Regions from separate parts of the Sus scrofa genome. Here region 1 is linked to region 2. A link is a contact called in public Hi-C data. All regions are on one chromosome and are shown on one strand. Each heading gives the region's core, a stretch centred on a gene start, on an enhancer-like site or on the middle of the called end of the contact. The rest is flanking DNA. Distances are from core to core; before and after follow the strand shown. Region 1 overlaps LOC102163402 (a long non-coding RNA gene). Region 2 overlaps GNGT1 (guanine nucleotide-binding protein G(T) subunit gamma-T1).

The links. Hi-C and Micro-C count contacts between places; a contact is called where the count stands out from the background.
Region 1: a contact with region 2 is called in a Hi-C map of omental adipose tissue, with 1.8 times the contacts expected there. The contact joins two enhancer-like sites. A contact is called at or near these places in 20 of 47 Hi-C or Micro-C datasets (adipose tissue, alveolar macrophages, brain and 14 more) and 1 of 2 datasets of contacts at active chromatin or transcription factors (skeletal muscle).

What each region holds. Positions count from the first base shown.
Region 1 is chr9:73,872,809-73,876,225 of Sscrofa11.1, forward strand. The region is part of intron 3 of LOC102163402 (a long non-coding RNA gene); the gene reads left to right. Among named protein-coding and RNA genes, the nearest start is that of BET1, 82 kb to the left of the region's middle. Within about 2 kb of position 1,798, at least 16 of the 83 cell types and tissues checked have an H3K27ac peak or open chromatin away from gene starts, as enhancers often do. A contact at or near this core is called in adipose tissue and omental adipose tissue, where this site is marked.
Region 2 is chr9:73,446,440-73,449,717 of Sscrofa11.1, forward strand. All of the region lies in intron 1 of GNGT1 (guanine nucleotide-binding protein G(T) subunit gamma-T1), which reads left to right. Among named protein-coding and RNA genes, the nearest start is that of GNGT1, 44 kb to the left of the region's middle. Within about 2 kb of position 1,757, at least 4 of the 83 cell types and tissues checked have an H3K27ac peak or open chromatin away from gene starts, as enhancers often do. A contact at or near this core is called in adipose tissue and omental adipose tissue, where this site is marked.

The DNA.
Region 1 (3,417 bases), core at 548-3,047, 430 kb after region 2:
ATGAAGCCCTCTAGACCAGTAAAGGGTAGATTGGTAGAGGAGGAAAGTACTGATTATCAGCTGAGTTTCTTAGGCTAACTGCATAAACAAGGGCTAGATTTCATTCCAGTGATCCTCTTCCACATTTTCTCTGGAAAAGAGACTAACCAGAATCCCAGAGGATCTGTTCCTTGATAGAGTGAACTTTTTTACATAAGCAGGTGGATATGAGCAGCACAGGAGTACATTGTAGTAAATGCTGAGGTTTGAATGCCGGATTCTCCCTTTTAGGACTATGACACTTAATTTCCCCATGTGCCAGGACTGTTGCCTACCATCCACTCATAGCTAAGTTGCTTACCAGAAATTTTCCTTGGCCAAAAGCTCTCTATCGTTTCTACCCAAGAGCAGCCCTTGTCCAATGACTGGACAATGTGGGGGAAAGGAAGCACAAAGGCCTGGCTCCCTCCCCTCCAGTCAGAACAAATCTGAAAGGCTATCCCAGCTCCAGAGCCAAGACCTTTGTTATGACTCTGTCACAGTTTACCTTCTCCCTCTGCTTAATCTTACTTCCTTTATCCATCAAAGATCTTATTCCTGAGAGCATGCCCCACCAGGAAACTTCCTGCTCACAAGTATCTGTCCCAAAATCTGTTTCCCAGGAACTCAAGACAATAGAATATATCAATGACCCTTCAAAGTGGTCTTAATATAATTTCACAAATTTATTTTTAAAAAATAGATCTACTTCCATTATAGTACAACTTATTGGGGATAAATCTACCTCAGATACTTTGGGGCACCACTGGCAACAGAAGCTGATGTAATAAATAAAACAGTTGTCCATATCTGTAATCCACAGAATTCTTGATGCAAATGTCACACAATAAGCCAACTATGGAAATAACCATTTTCTAAGTAGATCCCATATAATTTGGTTAGTTCTCAAGGGTTTCCTCTAGGCCACTTTGAACTAAGAATCCTCTGAAGTTTACCCAAAAGATAGATTTTGGAGCTGTTGCTGGGCTCAATTTATGTGTCCAAAAAAGAGCTAGCTCTCTTGTCAGAAGAGAAATAGGGCTATGGTTTGCCTCTTTCCTAGGGGTCAATTTATTAGTTCTTTATCAAAATATAGATTATTATTTTGCAGTCTCAAAAAAAGAGAGATGGGTAAGTCTTACCATGTTCAAAGTTTAACAGATATCTCAAACTATTTTTCAGATTGACTGCAAATGTAAAGTCACAGAGCCTTAAGGCAAAAGTAAGCTGCGTCTTGCTGACTCTTTTTAAAATACAATACATCCAAATACTGCTATTTTTTAAAATGTCTGGGACAGCTGGTGATATTTCAAGAGGAAAATTGCAAAGATATTTTTTATACCTTTAGGCAAGAGTGAATTATTTCAACAGCAAGTGGTTCAAAATCCTATTGAGCTCAAGAGGCTGGGTTTCCAAGGATTTCTAGTGGGCCCTGTATTTGGCATAATAAACTTCCTCTCTGGCTCCATTTCCTTCACGTCAAATAGCCACATGCCCTCTAACCAGCCCTTGAGACAGACCCCAGTGTTGAATGATGGATAATCGTCATTTTAGCCACTTCCCTTTAAGAACTATGTTTAGTTTACAAATACGAAAGCAACGTGAACGGCCCCCTTAGGAAAACAGTAAAAATACAATCAAAACAGTCTAAATTTCAAAGGTCAAATTCATAATTCTACACTCAGCTTAGTTTTCTCCCCAAAGGCGACGTGCTATTACATCCACTGTGAAGCACTCTGCATTCACACGTAAGGATTAGTCATAGGCTGTCAGAGCTGGCAAGGACCTCAGAGATCATCCGTTGCTGTGCCTTTCTTTTACAGACAGACAAAAGGCTCCAGAGAAGCAAGAGCAGAGTGGAGGAGGAAAGAGACACAAAGTTAGCTACACCAAGTTTCTTAAGTTTGTTCATAGACAAGTTGTGACCCGGCTACTTATTGAGAATGTTCTCTATGCAGTAATTTCTCCCATCTCCTCCACTCAGGCTCCACCACTCAGCTGCCCCCTGCCTGCCCTCAACTCCGTCACCTCTCCCAGCAAGCTCACATCTCTCTGAAGGCTTAAATCACTCTCAGGACAGCCACCACGCTTGTTATCAAACCCTTTTACCTAAAATGGATAAGTGCAGGGCTCTGTGGATGCTGGCTATGCCAGAAACCCAGAGGCAAGAAGCTGATTATGTCTCCTCTTTGTTTACCACCTGCAGAACCCAGGAACCAATGCCCTCCTTCTCTTAGGATGACTGAAAATGTCTCATCTTTGTCTTCTTACCTAAATCCAAGCACTGTGATGCCTTGGTCTACCTACTCTAACTTGTCCTAACACTTTGCTCTCTTTTCTAAGCCTTCCTAAGATTTCAGCCTCTGCCTCAGCTCCCCCATCACCTTCATTCCTCTGCCTTCTCAACTGTACTCCTTCTCAGTGACAAAGGTTATGTTTCTTTTCTTAGTGCAAGTATGTTTTAGACCAATGGCTGTTGTAATCCTGGACCAAGATCTGGGATCTAAAGGTTGGAGACTGGGATCTGTTCTAAAATGAAAGGTTGAGAGGTCCTGGAGGACTGAAAGTTCTGTAAAAAAGATCAAATCACAAGAGGTCTTTTATACATGTCCTTCCAGTGCTGCAAATCTTAAATGCTTTGAAGCTGTAATTTCACCGCAAAAGTAGTTTCCTCCTGGACATTTTGTGGGGGGCAAAATAGTGAGATGAGATGAATAACTAAGTAGATGCCATTTGTTCTCTTTATAATGTAGACTTTGTCATGTGTAAGAGACAAACTCTTTGGCATTGATGTTTGCTTAATAAAGGAGCTGGCTGCTGCCAGTGGTCAGTATCAGTGCCACAGCAGAGTTGTTTAGAGGCATGGATGAAACCTGTGCTCTATGGGCATCACCAATAGGAGAGAGTAGTAAGTGTGGGAAAGCAGGAGTTGTGAAGGCAAAAGGTCCCAGGTACCAAACCTAATTCAAATGCATCTTACATAACCTTAACACAAGTCCTGTAACCTCACTGAACATGTTTTCTTATCTGCAGAATGTTTTAATGAAACTTTCTTAATGGATTTAAGGTGAGGATTCAATAAGATGATTATTATATATATATATAATTCAAATATGTGTGTGTGTGTGTGTGTATATATATATATATATATAAGTATATATATATGGTGCCCAGTCTGTTATATAGACAATAAGTGATTGCAGTTGTTTTTAGTAAAACCAATTTTTAGAGATTCAAGTTAGCATACACAATGGCAATACTTTGACAATCTAAAAACTATACTACAACATAAACTTTTAAGGCATATTCCATTCTTTTTCTCTATCACTTTCAGTGCCAGTTAAAAACAAACAGCTTCTTTTTCTTTTATTTCTGCATTTTCTGCTATGTGTAAATAGT
Region 2 (3,278 bases), core at 507-3,006:
CAGGGAAGTAGAGAAGTATGAGGAAGAGAGAATGTGGAAGTTGGATATTTATAGTAAGAAATTCCAGACTATTAAATAGAAAAATAAAAACACTTTCATTGACCGTGATGACTTTCAATGTGTTCTATGTCCTATGCATACCACATATCTCTACTCCTTGCGACCAGCCTACAAGTATTAATAATTCTATTTTACAAGAAGCAACCTGAGGCTTAGAAAGTTGGTGAAGGCCATAGAGTTTAGGAATAGAAGTAGAGTTTGAACTCATATATTTTGAATTTTAAAATCCAAAGTTTTTCTTTTCTTGCTATACCAACCTACTGCCTCGAAACAGGGACATCAAAGAGTGCAGTGACTGTCAATACATGGACTTCATCAGGTTCTGGCAGACTCTCTTGGGCTGGGCAGCAGAATCACTGACATGGCAATCCTACTCTTGGATATCTCCTTCAATTAAAAGAGTATGTCTGCTGAAAGGTGATCAGCAAAGTTTCACAATTTAGGCTCCCTGGTTTCAAATTATGCTAGTTGTGACAACTTGGACAAGCTATTTAACCTCCTTGTGTTTCAGATTCCCTTTTTAAAATGGATTATTATTAATATATACCTCTTATGATTTCTGTGAGAATAAAATATGTTAATGTTTTTAAAGCTCTTTAAGAGCACTGGGTGCATAATAAGCATTGCATAAATGTTTACTAAATAAAATAAAAGCCAGAAGGTATAAGTGTTGTGGTTTAACATTAGTTTTGTACATTTTTATCTTTGAATTGTTTCCTCCAATTCAGGATTTCTCACTAATTTTTTTTGATGTTGGAAGTATGTAGTAATTTATTTTTGTGGGCACTATTTTATTTGGGGCTGGATGTAAAGGCTCACCTGTGCATTGCAGGATGTAGAGCAGCACCCCTGGCCTCTACCCACTAGATGTCAGTAGCACCTCCCCCATTGTGACAACTAAAATTCCCTCCAGACATTGACAGATTTCCCAATGACGAGTGGCAAAATTGTCTCCTTTGAGAATCATTGCTCTAGATATAAGAATTAATAGCTATAAATCTTGGATTTATATAAAATCATTAGTAATTATAAAGTGGAGCCACAGACTACCTGTCAACTCCTATAGACGTTTCAAGTCAAAACGCAGAAACTTGTTAGAAAAGTCCTTGAAGAAATGAGATGTTGTCACCAGTTTGCTCTAAAAGCCTACTTAATTTCATCACTCTTTTCTAAGCATCACTATTTCTCTATTCAGTATAGTATACTCTGGTCTTTCCATTTCTTTGTGTATTTCCCCTCTGTGCCCCTCTCTGTGTAGCAACGCCGCGTGTCTACCAGCAGGTGGTATCCATGAATAATGGGATCTACAGCCTTTCCTTTGCAGGCATGCTCAGATTGCCTCTCCCATGTCGCTGCGACGAGGCTTAGATGCCGAGAGTTCCGTAAGGATATTGTACTTCTTTTCTCCAACTTGGAGGAAAAAAAGTTTTCAAAAATAATTTTGCTCTTCCTTATGGTAAAGACTGCTTGCTACACTTTACAGAATATCAGATATTATGTATGTATATACCTCTACGATATGAATTGGATGGCATTACTTGTTAGCAGAATATTAGATATTGGATATTTAGAATTCTTCTGCTTTGGGAACTCAAATTGTGTTTTCAATCTCCTTAGCTGACCACAGATGATTGCTTCCACAATTCCATGTGTCAATATGGGGGCTGGCTTAAAGAGATAATAAGAGAAGGCTGAGTAATATTTTTACCTACTGCATTTTAAATGTCCATGAAAGCATACACTGCCTTTATTTATATTTCACAGGCATACTGTCGAAGCATTCCAATTCTAGTAATGAATTATAATCATATAGAATGAATCAACATTTTCATATGCCACAGGGTATTAAAGGCATCCATTTATTATAAAGATTTCAAATTTCAGGAAGATGTATATTAGATAATAATATAGTTTGTTATAAAATTTCAGCATATTACATTCTTGTTCTTTCTCACGCAACAGTCTATCAGATCTGCCTTCTCTGGATTTAAATTCTGAATTTTTTTGGGGGGGGGCAGGTGCTATTCCCATACATGTGGAAGTTCCTGGCCTGGGGATCGAACCTATGCCACCGCTGTGACCCAAGCCACAGCAGTGAAAATGTGAGATCCTTAACCTGCTAGACCACTGGGGAACTCCTAAGTTCTGATTCTCAATTCAGCATGGGGAAGCTAAATTCCCTTTATTGTATTGCCTAAGTAGGTCAGAACTGCTCTTTGGAAAATAGGTACAGGAAACCTTCAGAAATGATGTTGTCATTTCTGAGCCAAAATGGCAGAATTAAAAACAATTTCCAGGAAGTAAAGTGAGGATTAATAATCAAAGAAAAGTTGAAGGGTGGGATTCTAAATTAATTTAATTCATCTGCCACTTTGGAAGGATTTTGTGGTTTCACTTTCCTTGGGCCACTTCTACACTGGTTATAGAACCAGGTGAACCAATCATTTTCTCCAGCTTCGCAATCTATATCTGACCTTGTATTCCAATCAGTATTGAAGTGATCAGTATTGATCTTGCAGAGAGCTAAAATGACTGGTTCAACTGTACCTTGGTTTGATTAATTGTTAGGTATAGGTCTAGTGTTAGAGTTCTTTTCCTCATGAAATTATGATCAAACAAATGACCCCCAATAGAACTTTGACAGTTTAGTAATAATAGATTATCCTCAATTAGTACAATAAAGTGAGACTTTATTAACTAATATGCACCAGGTAATTTAATTCCATTTAGTTCCATTTAAAAATTATTAGAAGTTTAGAAAATACTTTTTCATATTTCAAGATTTTTTTACATTATGAAAATTTTGATCCATCTGTCTATCATCATTCATCCTTCAGCCATAACATTTTGTCATATATATATTTATTTTTAAAAAAATCACTGCTGGAAATCCCTGCGTGTATCATCCTGATCTCATTCCTATTTATTCTTCTCCAGTCTTTCTCCAGAATTTAGTGTTTATCTTCCCACATAAATTTTTACTTCATATGTTGTTATGATGCCTATTTCATATAAATATGGTCTCATACTTAGTGTTTGCTCTAACAACTTGCTTTTTAATCAAATTAAATTTTTTGAGATTCATCCATGTTGATACCACTCTTACATAGATGAATAGAGTGCAGTTTATTTATCCATCATTGAATTGAAGGATATTTCGATTGTTAACAGCCTGACTCTATGCTGCAGTGAGGATTTGTGTACGTCTCCTTGTGTAC